Linked DNA regions of Sus scrofa: region 1 is linked to region 2. A link is a contact called in public Hi-C data. All regions are on one chromosome and are shown on one strand. Each heading gives the region's core, a stretch centred on a gene start, on an enhancer-like site or on the middle of the called end of the contact. The rest is flanking DNA. Distances are from core to core; before and after follow the strand shown.

Region 1 (6,536 bases), core at 1,830-4,329, 35 kb after region 2:
TGCATTCCAGAGTGCTGCTGTCAGTTTCAAGTCTCTGTGGCTGGATTCTGCAGGACCTTGAGCAACTCCCCTGTTCTCCCAGGGCCATGTAGATCTTGCCCTCTCTCTTGGCCCTTCATCCCTAGAGTGGTGCCATAATGGCACAGTGCCCGAAGCCTGGGGCTTTTGTCTCACACAGGCATCTCTGATCTTACAGGAGGAGTGCAGAAGCCTTCTGAGAGGATTCTGAATGTTTAAGGATGCATTTGCATGATAATACAAATAATTGTGCATGTGCGAATTCTCATAAAACATATCTTGATTAAGGGGAAATGCTATTTCTCATACATTGTTGATAGAAAATTAAAGAGTTGTAGGTTTTTTCAAAAAGTAGTCTGAAAACTGTGTGGCCCAGCATTTTTCCTCTTGGGAGTTTATGCCACACAAATACAAACAAGCAGCATTGTATGAGGGTCTAGGCACAAAACTGTTTGTTGTGACAATGTTCATTGTAGCAAAAAAAGTGGAATCGAGTGACTCCCATCAAGAGGGGAATTTGTGAGTGGATTCTGTTTTATGTGGTAATGCTGACTGAAGATAAAAAAATGAGGAAGCACGTTAAAAATGAATGACAGGAAATCCTGTATATATATATGTCTGTGGTGTATGCATGTACTTACAATTTAGTGAAAGCAGAGACTCCTGGATTGTCGACTTGTGTTTCCTTTTGAGGCTGAAGTAATTAGGGTCGCTAATATGAGTTTAAGGAGGAGAGGAGGAGGTGGAGTTTAGAAGAAAAACATATGTAGGTATGTATGTATATGCATATGTGTGTGTAAGAGAAAAAGACAAGGGGAGAGAAGAAAAAGATTGATTTTATTAATAATTTACTCTCCCCTGCAAATTTAGGGACTCATAAAATGATGGTAAATAAGGGAACCTTAGTCCTTGCAGAGATGAGGAAATTCACATCCAGAGAGGTATCTAAGAAAAAAGAGGACCAAAAAATAGATTTTGGGACCCACATCTTCACTTACTGTATTATGGTGAGCAGGTCTCAGAACCTCTCTGCTCTTCTTCTTTAGAAGCAAAATGGAAACGATACTGCCTACTCTGATGTAACTATGAGAGTCCAATGCACTAATGCACATGGTCCTGTTTTCTAGGTAGTGACACCTGGTGCAGAATGAAAGCGCTCATTATTCTTAATAAATACGGTGCTTTTGGAGTTCCCATCATGGCACAGTGGTTAATGAATCCAACTAGGAACCATGAGGTTTCAGGTTTGAACCCTGGCCTCGCTCAGTGGGTTAAGGATCCAGCATTGCGGTGAGCTGTGGTATAGATCGCAGACGCAGCTCGGATCCTGTGTTGCTGTGGCTCTGGCGTAGGCCAGAGGCTACAGCTCCGATTAGAGCCCTAGCCTGGGAACTCTCATGTGCCCAGAGAGCAGCCCTGGAAAAGGCAAAAAGACAAAAAAAATTAAATAAGTAAATACAATGCTTGTCAAACAGAAAAAAAAAAGCACTGGAGATGTGAGGCTTCACGAATAATTGAAATGCAAGCTCTGTATTCTTCTGACACTTTCTGATTATTTCTAACTGAGCTTGTTTCTGTTCTTAAAGAGTATCTGTGATATTTGTTGGAGCCAATTTTCCCAGTAGTGGTGTTTGCTGGTATTGGCCATAAAACAAAAACTGGGTGCTTTTATATTGATTGGGCAGATAATGAGAGGCGGGATAAAGAATCAAGATAATAAGGATTTGAAAAGTTATCAGGATATATGTCTTTGACATTTTTATAAACAGTTTTCCCATTTAAAACACTCAATCATGTGGGATGAGAGAGTACTAAAAAATACATTCTATCCTTTTGTTCTTATATATTGTTGAGATGTTTGTTCTTGTACTCACATAATTCAAAAGATTTTATGTGCAGAACAAGGAAGTTAGACTATACACATGATTAGATTCAATGAAACTCCATTAATATGTGCTAATCCTTAAAAAATATGAACTAGGAGTTCCTGTCGAGGCGCAGTGGTTAACAAATCCGACTAGGAACCATGAGGTTGCAGGTTTGATCCCTGGCCTTGCTCAGTGGGTCGATGATCCGGCGTTGCCGTGAGCTATGGTGTAGGTTGCAGACACGGCTTGGATCCTGCATTGCTGTGGCTCTGGTGTAGTCCGGTGGCTATAGCTCTGATTAGACCCCTAGCCTGGGAATCTCCATATGCCACGGGAGCGGCCTTAGAAAAAGGCAAAAAGACCAAAAAAAAAAAAAAAAAAAAAAACCAAAAAAAACTAAAAACTGATTCATTTTCTAGTTTTAATTTTGGAAACAAGTTTCTATTGATAACTCTATAAATCGAGTGGCATCTCTTACTTTATAAAATGTTTTCTTAAAAATTACAAGCAAAATTGGGTAACACCATTATCTTTCTATTTTCCTGAAGGAGTTGCAATCAACTAACTCTAGTTGAGATTGGGGACTTTGTCAAACTACACAAAATCTTCCCAAGAGATGCTTATATGCTTGCCCGAGAGGGAAATTACAGAGGTTGAAAAAACTCCTAGTTAATTCTAACATGACTGAATGAGAACCACACAATGCATTGAAGGGCCTGTTTCAGAGGTCAGTGTATTTTGTATAAGCAAATTATCTTCCCAGTAATGCTTTTCTGTTTCTTATATCTCATATGGGGTACATCTAAAAGAAACACACCTCTAATGAAAAAAATCTATATCGGAACTTGTCCCCAGACAATTTTTTATCGACTTTCAAATAGGCTACAGAGATTATATACAAAAATTCTATATGGCGTGTGGAATGCACAGATTCTTTTTATTCTCTTTTCTGGCTGCCTAGCTCCTCTCTTATTGTTTTATTTATCAACAATATAAGGTTTCACAAACAGTTGCCTGTGGGCAACATGGTCTGAATTCCTTGGCAAAAAGATGACCAAAAAAAGTCTTGCAAGAGACAGATGAGAGGCAAAATATGCCATTTATTGTTTGGTTACAGGCTGATATACTGGGGATTTAATTTTTGTCAACCACAAGCATGTGTTATAATGCTTATTTTCGTAGCTGCCTTGTTTGAGCAGTATCAGGTGACACGTAATATCTTCACAATCATTGAAACCCTATTTATGTTTGCTTGGATTAGACAGACGTTTCTGGAAAATGTCAGAGAGAGAGTTTGTGTTCGTGTCACATAGAAGTGAGATGAAAAATTACTAATGTCAGTGTAGAATTGATCTATATGCAACATACCTCATTCTTACTGAATATTTTCCAATATGTTTTGATTTCATGGGGAGATTGATTACTTAAACTTAATGGGCATAAAAAGTACATTGTATTTCTGCAGTTCTGAAGTAATTTTTAAAACTTTAGAGTCTTTCCCTAACTCTTAGTTTCTGGTAGAATGTTTGCTATGTTGGTGTTGTGTCCTTAATTAAGGTTTTACGGGTAAACAATGGATCCAGATTAGCTCTTCCTCCAGTTGGATTATCTATTTTCTGGATCATAAAGCTGTCACTGAATAACCTAGAAACCTCTTTAAAGACGCATGTTTGGCTGCATTTGTTATCCAACAGATGTCTGGATAGTTAGAATCCCTTGAGAGTATTATAACTTGTGGTTTCAGTTACAAAAAGTGATCCAAGCGTTTTGGTCTTTCTCCTCTCCAGTTCTGGAAGAAAGTCTGTAGAAGAAATTACAGAGGGTATTTCATTTCACTCTTCCCCATTCCCTTTTTCTTTTATTCTTTGTCTCTGTCTTCAAAGTTTCTTTTTATATGCTTTTGAAACTGAGGTCACTGACTTGGTGAGGGGTGTCTACATGCCATGTTGCACCTTCTGGTACCCAGCTTCTCTCAGCCAAGAGGTTAGCACACTGACATTTGTATTTTGAGATGGTAAAATGCCATTATGATAAAAAACTACCTACCTCTGTGATTCACATTTTGCATTTGCCCAGGCATTCAATTTTTTTAGAATGGCTGGTTCAGATTTGTAACTCCATATCCTGATGCTTAAAGTACTTGCCAGTTTCCCTTCCAGCTGGGCATTTCAACGTGTGCAAGTCAGCAGGCAGCTGTCGCTAAAGGCTAGCGATTCAATGCATGAGTTTGTGGTTTCAGGGGGAGGAAGGTTCTGAGAGGGCAAGCAAGCTGAGAGGGCCTGGTGTCTGGGCCAGAAGCAGTGGGAAACACTTGGCCACTGAACTGCTCATTACCTGTAATGTTGGCCTCAGGTGTACAGGTACTGAGCTTCTTCCAATAAAGTAGTAACTAATGGTCAGTTAGTAAGGTCAGGTTCAGTAGACTTTAAATTTCTATCCTTCTTTGAAGTTAAACTTGAAGATATTTTGACAGGTTCAGACAGTTTTAACCTCACTACCTCTGACAGTACTACTACATGGAGATTTTAAGGCAATTCTAGCTGTGCCTCATTTCCACATCTCTAAACACTGAAAACCTTCCCTCTGCTAATCAGTTATTATGCTGTCATAATTAGGTATCATTATTTTAGTGTGTAAGAGTTGTAATGATAAGTGGATAATTATAATTCGTGTCAATAAATTTAATCTTTGATCTGTTCAAGAATACATCTTACTTGTGATGACTTAAAATAATTATTGTCCAAAATATAAGTATTAAGTATGGAGATACTTAGTGCTCATCAAATTGGCAAAAAGTACTTGTAATACATGAGAGAAAAAAATGCCAACATACCTAATATATAAAAAGCATTTAGAAATCAATGAGGAAGTCACTTTTTTGAAAACATAGAAAATTGGCCTCATATAAAACACAGGGAAGAAATGCCAAGATCACATAATGTTCAGCTCCACTAATACTTAAAGAAATGCAAATGGAGACAATTAGACAATTAGATAGTAATCCATAATAATGATAATAAATAGTAAAAATATGAATATTAGTACCAACTTTCTGAAACATATACCACTCACAAAGAAATTTTTTGTTTTTTTGTCTTTTGAGGGCTGTACCCATGGCATATGGAGGTTCCCAGGCTAGGGGTCGAATTGGAGCCACAGCAACACCAGATCGGAGCTGCGTCTGTGATGTACAGCACAGCTTACTGCAATGCTGGCTCCTTAACCCACTGAGCAAGGCCAGGGATCGAACCCTCATCCTCATGGATGCTCAGATTCATTTCCCCTGAGCCACAAAAGGAACTCCAAGAAATATTTAAATGTGAAGTATATATATGCTTGGGTTAAGTAAGTATACAAACACAGTTTCAGGAATTTTTCTTCCCTACTAAAATATTCATTTAAGGAACAAATATATTAGCACATGTGTGTGTGTATCCAAGTGATAAATACCTATAGAGAATTGGGTAATTTGTAGTATAGGGAAGAATGAATATTGTGCAGCCCTCCAAAAGGGTTGAACTATATATACTGACAGAAAATGGTTTTCCAAGATAACGTTGCTGCTGAAAGAAATATGTCGTATAAACAGTTGTGTAAGCATGTATGAACATCCAAAGTGTACTCAGCAAGTTGTGAGATGATAGAGGGTATTATGTAGAACTCTCACATTCTGAATACTCCATGAGTTAGAGTTCCCTGGTGGCTCAACAAGTTAAGGATCCAGCATTGTCACTGCCATGGCTGCGGTTACCACTGTGGTGTGGCTTCGATTCCTGGCCTGGGAACTACCACATGCTGTGAGTGAAATTTCTAACTTGATTTTTAAACAAGAAATGTTCTGGGAGTTCCCGTCGTGGCGCAGTGGTTAACGAATCCGACTAGGAACCATGAGGTTGCGGGTTCCGTCCCTGCCCTTGCTCAGTGGGTTAACGATCCGGCGTTGCCGTGAGCTGTGGTGTAGGTTGCAGACGCGGCTCGGATCCCGCGTTGCTGTGGCTCTGGCGTAGGCCGGTGGCTACAGCTCTGATTGGACCCCTAGCCTGGGAACCTCCATATGCCGCGGGAGCTGCCCAAGAAATAGCAACAACAACAACAACAACAAAAAGACAAAAAGACAGAAAGACAAAAAGAGAAAAAAAAAAAAAAAAAAGAAATGTTCTGAAGTTTAAAAAAAAAAAAAAAGGATGTTTTAAAAACAAGTGAAAGGATATCTCCTTGGTGGTTTTTAAAAACAAGTGAAAAGATATCTCCATGGTTGTTAAACGTGATCTATCTTGATGGTCACCTGAAATGAAATCATAGCTTCTGAAATATATAGCACTTGCTATTATTTGTTTCCCCTTCATTAGTGTTAAGGTGTTACCCCCATGAAAATATTTTTTAGAAATTCTTAACTGGCGTTTAAACTGATTGCCCCAGGGCTCAGACAGACAAATGCAGTTTTGTGGTCATTAGCATCGATAATTTTATAAAGTAGGAGAAGATAATATGACTGTGTCTCACATCACATAGTCTGTGATCATTTGACAGTGTGTTAGTGTTAGATAGTTTGTTGGTGAAGGTGGAATATTTTGATATAGCGTCTAATACGGTGTTGTATATGTTTATATTTGTAATAATTATGACTTTGTGAAAGCAAAGATGAAGCAG
Region 2 (6,990 bases), core at 3,628-6,127:
ATCTGTATCTTCACAGAGACTGTATTGGCTTCTTAACCTGCTGAGTCACAACAAGAACTCCTGATGATAGTCAATTTTTAATAGATTAATGAAAAACCCAAATAAGATAAAAAATTAAACAGAAAAGCACTTTTGAGAAAAAAGCTCTCAATTATATCTAAAGAGAAAATTTTGAAGCTACTTCTATAATCCCTAGTAATTAATTTTTCCACTGAACTTGAGAAATTTTAGGACTTCCCTATTCGCTTCTTTCCAAACTAGCTCTTAAAACCAGAAGCCAGGGGTCAGCAGGAAATTTTAATTAAATTGAACCATTGGGCAAATAATTGATCTAGGCATTTTTTTATGAGGCTTATCAATTCTTTGTTGAATCTATCTTACCTCGTTAACAGAAACACATGAAGTTAAATAGACATTAAAAATACATGGACTATTTCATTAGACTTAGTGCTCATTAATTAATACAGCATAATGATAATTTTTTTAAAGCACATGTATTTTGAAATTAGACCTGGGGTCAAATCCTGGCTCAGCCACTCACCAGCTAGGTGATCTTTAAAATATTTAATTTCTCTGAATTTCAGCTTTTCCATATCTTCAGCTTATTTCATATTACCATTTAATACCAACTACTTCATAGGCTTAATATGAAAAGTAAATGAGTGAGAGAAAAGAAATCTTAGCATAAATGCCTGGTCCATTGCAGATATTCACAAAATGTGAATTCCCTTTATTATCATCTTTGCTACGAAAACACAAAAATCATAAACACCTGATCTCTGTAAACCTCTTCATAATTCTTCATTCTCTCATAAAGTATAAATTTTTTTTTATTTTATTTTTTAATTTTTTTTTGTTTTTTGTCTTTTTAGGGCCATACCTGTGGCATACGGAATTTCCCAGGCTTTGGGTCCAGTTGGAGCTGCAACCTCCAGCCTCCGCCAGAGACACTGCAACGTGGGAGCCCAGTCACATCTGCGACCTACATCATAGCTCATGGCAACACCGGATCCTTAAACTATTGAGTGATGCAAGGGATTGAACCCGCGTCCTCATGGATACTAGTCAGATTCATTAACTGCTGAGCCACGACGGGAACTCCCCATAAAGTGCATATTTTAAATCATCCAATAAGTCTATAACCCTCATTTTGGGTGATTAAGATCTACCTTTCAACAGAGACTATCCCTACAACTGTACTATGTTGAACACAGAAGGAAATTGGTCAAGGAAACTGAAAAAGAACAAGTTCCATCCCATTACTATGTTATTCCAAGTAATTATGACCCTTCTGCATGATAGACATGAAAATGAGTATAGCAGTCAGATCGAATTCTCTGGTCTAGGTTATTCACCAGTGTCAAACGCAATTGGCCTACATTTCCCCATCACTCCTTTTCCAGAGTTCCAGGTTCACCAAAGGATGACCTTATCTAAAACCTTTCTTTATATGCATAAATATCTATGAACAGATACATGTGTGCAACACCTACATAGAATATATGCATGCATGTAAATATACTCTTGTATTTGTTTATATATATACTTATCATGGGTGATAGAGAACTGAACTAAAGATCCAGAGATCTGCAGACTTTAGTTTTAGTTCTGCCTCCAGTTCCTTAGGAGACTTTAATCAGTCACTTGTTTGCTAATCTTTGAGAGAACATGTTTTAGACTAGATGATTTGCTTGATTATTTTCTATCTAAATATCTACCTGAGGGAAGTCAGGCACCTCTGTTCTCCTACCAAAACTCCAATTTAGCTCTCCTTAACAGGAATCATCTATGCTAGATTTAGTTCTGCCTTTATTTTCTAAGTCAACAAGTATATACTGAATACTTCTAAATGTTACATATACAAGATAAAAATAGTCTCAGCAATCATCTAGTGGAGGAGACATATTTGGCACATAATTGTACAAAAAATTATCAACTACAGATATTTTAAATTATTTGAAGATAAAATTAGAGGTGTTAAGTGATCACACTCCTCCCTAGAAAGGGAGGTCTCAATTCAGAAGGCTGAATGGACAGTTGCAGAAGATTGTGACACACCTAGGGGCCAACATTTGAATGTTAAAGAGTTGCTAATTTATTCCAAAGGTAATAGTCTGCATCTATTAACCCCAAGTTCCCAATCCATCCGCCCCCTTTCCCCTCTCCCTTGGCAACCACAAGTCTATTCTCTAAATCCATGATTTTATTTTCTGTGGAAAGGTTCATTTGTGCCATATGTTAGATTCCAGATATAAGTGATATCATGTGGTATTTGCCTTTCTCTTTCTGAGTTACTTCACTCAGTATGAGAGTCTCTAGTTCCATCCAAGTTAGGACTGTGGACCTTTGGAAGGTACTGTGAAATTGCTTGACAAGAGGGACAAAGCATCTTTTCTTTGTTGGGTTTGCAGTGGCTAAGAAGGAAAAGAATAGGTGGATAAAGTGTGAAAAATGGATTGGAAGAAGGTTGACATTGGGGCCTGGATATCAGGTAGGTGCCTCCTGCAGGATTCTGGGTGAGAGATGCTGAGTGAACGAAGGATTATAGCAGCAGAGATAAAGAGATGAGGGAAGAGAGTCAGTAGAAAAGTAAAAGTTGGGGTCAAGTTGGGACTGTAAGAAGATAGGCATGTTGGATATTCCCAGATTTCTAGCTCAGCAGCAAGGGTGGGAGTTTCAACACCTGAAATGGAGGTGAAAACAGGAGAATCAGGTTGGGTCTGTGGGGAAAATATTAGTGCCATTAAGACTGAGGTTCCTATGGAATATCTATATGAAGCCACCCAAACAGAAGCTGAATAGATGAATCTAGAACACAGAAGAGGGGTAGGACTGATGGTTGTCAACTTGAGAAAAGGCAGTAATAAACATTTCAAGTAAATTTGCATATATCTTACTGATGGGACCACTCTTCCATTACAAAGAACACAAAGTCTAAACTGTGAAAGCCCTTATTGAATATATTTTTAATATTCAATGGATGAAAGAATGAGTAAATAGGAGCTGCTATGAGTAGCAAAGAGTTCCTATCCAGTTATTATAGTTTGTGTATTTGAGTTTATGAGTGAGGGCATGTGTGAGTATATATGCATTTATATTCTTGTGTGTCTGTGTAGTTATACATAACCACATACACATTTATATAAAGATTAAGAATATAAACAATATATTGGTGCTGTACCTATGTATTAGTTTGCTAGGGCTGCCATAACAAAATACCACAGACTAGGTGGCTTAAATACAGAAATTATTTTGTCACAGCTTTGGAGGCTAAAATCCAAGATCATAGTATCCTCAGAGATAACTTTTGGTGAGGCTTCTCTTTCTGGCTTGTAGACTGAGGAAGATGAAGGATGAATCTCACTGGATATCACAAGGCCTTTCCTCTGTGCTAAAGCAGACAGATCTCTAGTATCTTTTCCTCTTCATAAGGACACCAGTCCTAGATTAGGGCCCCATTTTTATGACTTCGTTTTTAACCTTAATTACCTCCTGGTAGGCTTTGTTTCCAAACACAGTCACACTGGGGGCTAGGCTTTAACACATGAATTTTGGGGGACACAGGTCAGCCCATTACTACCATCAGTATTTTGACATCCTGGTTAACTTCTCCTCAAAGGACAATCTGTGTAAAACAAAGAGAATGTTCTGTGTCATATATACTTGTTAAAGGTCAGAGAGTTTGTTTATTTATAAAATAGGTATAATTCTTTTTTTACTTTATCTGATTATATTGAAATATATTGTATTCTAGGAACATTTTCATTTCAGAGAGGGCTGTAAGCCACTTGCACATAAATAAACCTTTAAATAATAGCTAGATGGGTTTAATCGACTGTTGTTGTCTGTTGCTCTATGGCAACCAGGCTGAAAAAGCCAGAAGAGGTTGACATCCCACAAGGGCGTCATACCATGAACGTGTAAACTTGAAGCGGAGATTGCTTGTAGAAAACCGTGTTGCATTCTTGGCATGTGTGCACTTGCAATGAAGTTAACTTTCACTTATGGTTATATTTAATGTAGGAGCTAATCCCAGTTTATTTTGCGCCTACTCTGCTTTACCCCTTCGTGCACTTGCCCTTCGTTTAGCCTTGGCCTCTACGTTGGTGTTCCTTGTAAATTTCCTTGTGTCTGGGAAGCCCTTGCCCTGGCGGCCAGGTGACAGGAGACAGGGTGGGAACCCGCGGAGCTTTAAGGGCGTGGAGCCTCTCGCATACCATTCCCGCCTACCACCGCCCAACTGCCAGGAGGCGGAGAGGGCCTCCAACTTTGCTCCAATCCGCGGCCGGCCCTCCCCGGGGTCCCCTGCTGGGTGACCCGCCCGCCACTGACGGAGTCGAAGGAACTTCGCTGAGCTCCGCTTCAGAGCCCGGGAAGGCGAGGTGCTCCCCCTCCTCCTCTGCCCTCCCTCTGCCCCCGCCTCCCGGTCCTCGCCCAGCCGGGATCGCCAGCGATAGGACGAGCCCCGGGCGTGCATTGTGTATATGCAAACCAGAGGCCAGCTCCCCAGGTCTGCGCGACCCGGACGGGGCTGCGGCAGCGGCTGGCGCTGCTTGGGGTGCCGCAGCCCTCGCCGGAGCCCTGCACTGTCATGCCCCCGCCGCGCGGCGGGCCAGTGCGTCCCCGAGTCGCTCTATAAGCGCAGGCCAGGGGACACCACCCGGAGGGGCTGAAGATGAGGGTGCCCGCGCATGGGCCCCCGCTGACTGCCAACCCCTCCCGAGCCCGCGCCCCGCGCGGAGCCCGCGGCCGCCGAGGACCCGCCTTCGCCGTAGTAGCAGCTGGAGCTGCGACAGAGGCAGCAGCTGCGGCGCCGGCGCCGGTTGCGCTAGCGCGTAGAGCGGCGGCCGCAGCTCCGGGGCCGCCGCTGCCCCGGCTGCCATGAGTTGTGCGGAGGTGATGTATCACCCCCAGCCGTATGGAGCGCCCCAGTATCTGCCCAACCCTGTGGCAGCTGCAACCTGCCCCACAGCTTATTACCACCCGGCGCCCCAACCTGGCCAGCAGGTGAGTCAGCGACCGGGCAGCCTGCCGGGGGCGGGGGCGAGGGGCACCGAGAGTATCGGTCTTGGGATCCCGCGCTGTCCCTCTGGGACGGGTAGCGCGGAGGATGCTCTGAGACTTGAAGGAGCGCCCTTGAGCGGAAAGCCATAAGAAGAGAGGAGACAAGGCTTCAGAAAGGGACAAGCAGTCAGGTGGACAGGTAGGGATTCGAAATGAGGCGTTACCTGGCTAGGGGCTTCAGTGAGCTGTTGTCACTGGAGCTCAGAGGCTATTCCTCATAGCCACCCTACTCTTAGGGCTCAGTTCTCTGAAGCTTGCCAAGGGCATCTGTCTTAGGAGTATGTGAGTAAACTTAAACCAAATATTTTGTTTTCTCTGAAAGGTAAAGTGTTTCAGGGTTTTCTTGATTGAAGGGATGAAATGTGTCACTGACCTAGGGGAATCTCCCTGGACAGTGAACTCATAGAATGACTTTTCTGGGACTTTGCTAGTGGAACATGGGTCTAATTTATTATCTATCCAGTGTTACTAGAAGTTCTCTGTAAAGTCTGTCTTCTTCCCATACTGTGACTTAGAGGATAGGGATTGATCCCCGAATACCTCTTTCATTTTTAATTCCATCAAAGCAGAGAAGTGTTATGGTTCAGTCTACTGGCTGGAACCCTTCTCTTTCCCAGCCAAGGTGTAATCTTGTATCAGTGGATGCTGGATCTACACCACTCCAAGGGTGACTGAATGCTGTCTGATAAAAAAAGAGTTCAGGAATTAGGGAGATGATTCATTTCTTTCAGAAGGAAGAGTAGGGTCCTAAGGAATTTAGCACAAGGTACCCCTGGACATTCCTTTCTCGATGCCAACAGAGTGTGTGTCAAAGCTTAGTTAGCGTTATGTGGAACATGTATGTGAGCATGTGGCCAGGGGCTGTGCCAAAATACGGTCCTCAGACTTTGGGAATTAGGGTGTGTTGATTTGGTAAGACTTAAAAAAAATACAATTTCTATTCTCTGAGGTGGAGACACCTATCAGGGATTTAGATATGGTTCCAGTGTTAACATCCACAAAATTTATTGATTGATCTTTTTTAGTTTCTTAAAAACCATGTGTTCTATTGTGGTTTTCAGGGTTTGGCTCTTCAATTAATCTGGACACTTAATTTCTCTTTTTCCTCTACCTCTGCCTCTTTACTACATTTATTGTGCTACTCTTTAGAAAGAAATGTAACTTCTGTTCAGAATTTAGGGACTGAAATTCAGCTGATTCCAGAAGGGTATATACTTTAGATTTATCTGCTAAACAGTATGAGCTTGTATGAGCTTAAACAGGACCAACTAAGTCCCATTTTCTTACTATCTTTTTTTTTTTTTTAATATTCAGCAGTTTTAGGATTTCAAAGCAAGATTACTTTTAGGGAAGGGATTGGGAAAGCATTTTGTAATTTGTGATCAAGGGTGACAGGTTAAACATTTTGGTTATGCTGTTTGCTTTTCTTTGGCTTTAAATATAAAAGATACAAGTAAGAGAGAAAGCCATTTAGGTACAAGTCAAGCAAGTGAGACAAAGAGATGCAGGATATATACTTTTTGTGTGTTTTATGAACACTCTGTCCCGGATGAACCACCCTTTCCTTCTTTCCTTTCTTCCATCTCAGAGACTGTAGAGGCCTTCAATTATCAGTTGGAATGTGGACAGGCAACAGACTCAAACTTTACTAAACATTCAGAAAGGTATTTTTCCCCTTCAAAAATAACTTTAGCAGAATAGTTGTGAATAAGGTTTTTTTTTTTTTCCAGAGTTGTGAAAATATTCCCATTAAAATACGAATTACTGGTGGTGGTTAGAATTGAAATACTTTTTTTGAGCTAGATAGTGAAATTCAGTATCAGGAAAAGTATAAATAACTAATTATGGCATTTATTTTTCAATAAAAAATAACTCTGATACTTTAGCTTTTTCAATAGCACCAAAACTCATTTCCCAAATTGCATT

Evidence for each region. Hi-C and Micro-C count contacts between places; a contact is called where the count stands out from the background.
Region 1: a contact with region 2 is called in a Hi-C map of fetal skeletal muscle, with 2.1 times the contacts expected there. The contact joins the enhancer-like site here to the promoter of VGLL3 in region 2. A contact is called at or near these places in 4 of 47 Hi-C or Micro-C datasets (adipocytes, embryonic fibroblasts, fetal skeletal muscle and 1 more).

What each region holds. Positions count from the first base shown.
Region 1 is chr13:168,822,537-168,829,072 of Sscrofa11.1, forward strand. All of the region lies in intron 3 of VGLL3 (vestigial like family member 3), which reads left to right. Among named protein-coding and RNA genes, the nearest start is that of VGLL3, 35 kb to the left of the region's middle. Within about 2 kb of position 3,080, at least 1 of the 83 cell types and tissues checked has an H3K27ac peak or open chromatin away from gene starts, as enhancers often do. A contact at or near this core is called in fetal skeletal muscle, where this site is marked.
Region 2 is chr13:168,785,699-168,792,688 of Sscrofa11.1, forward strand. It overlaps VGLL3 (vestigial like family member 3), which reads left to right and starts at 4,878. Exons shown (of 4, transcript NM_001143929.1): 1 at 4,878-5,007. The coding sequence starts at 4,882.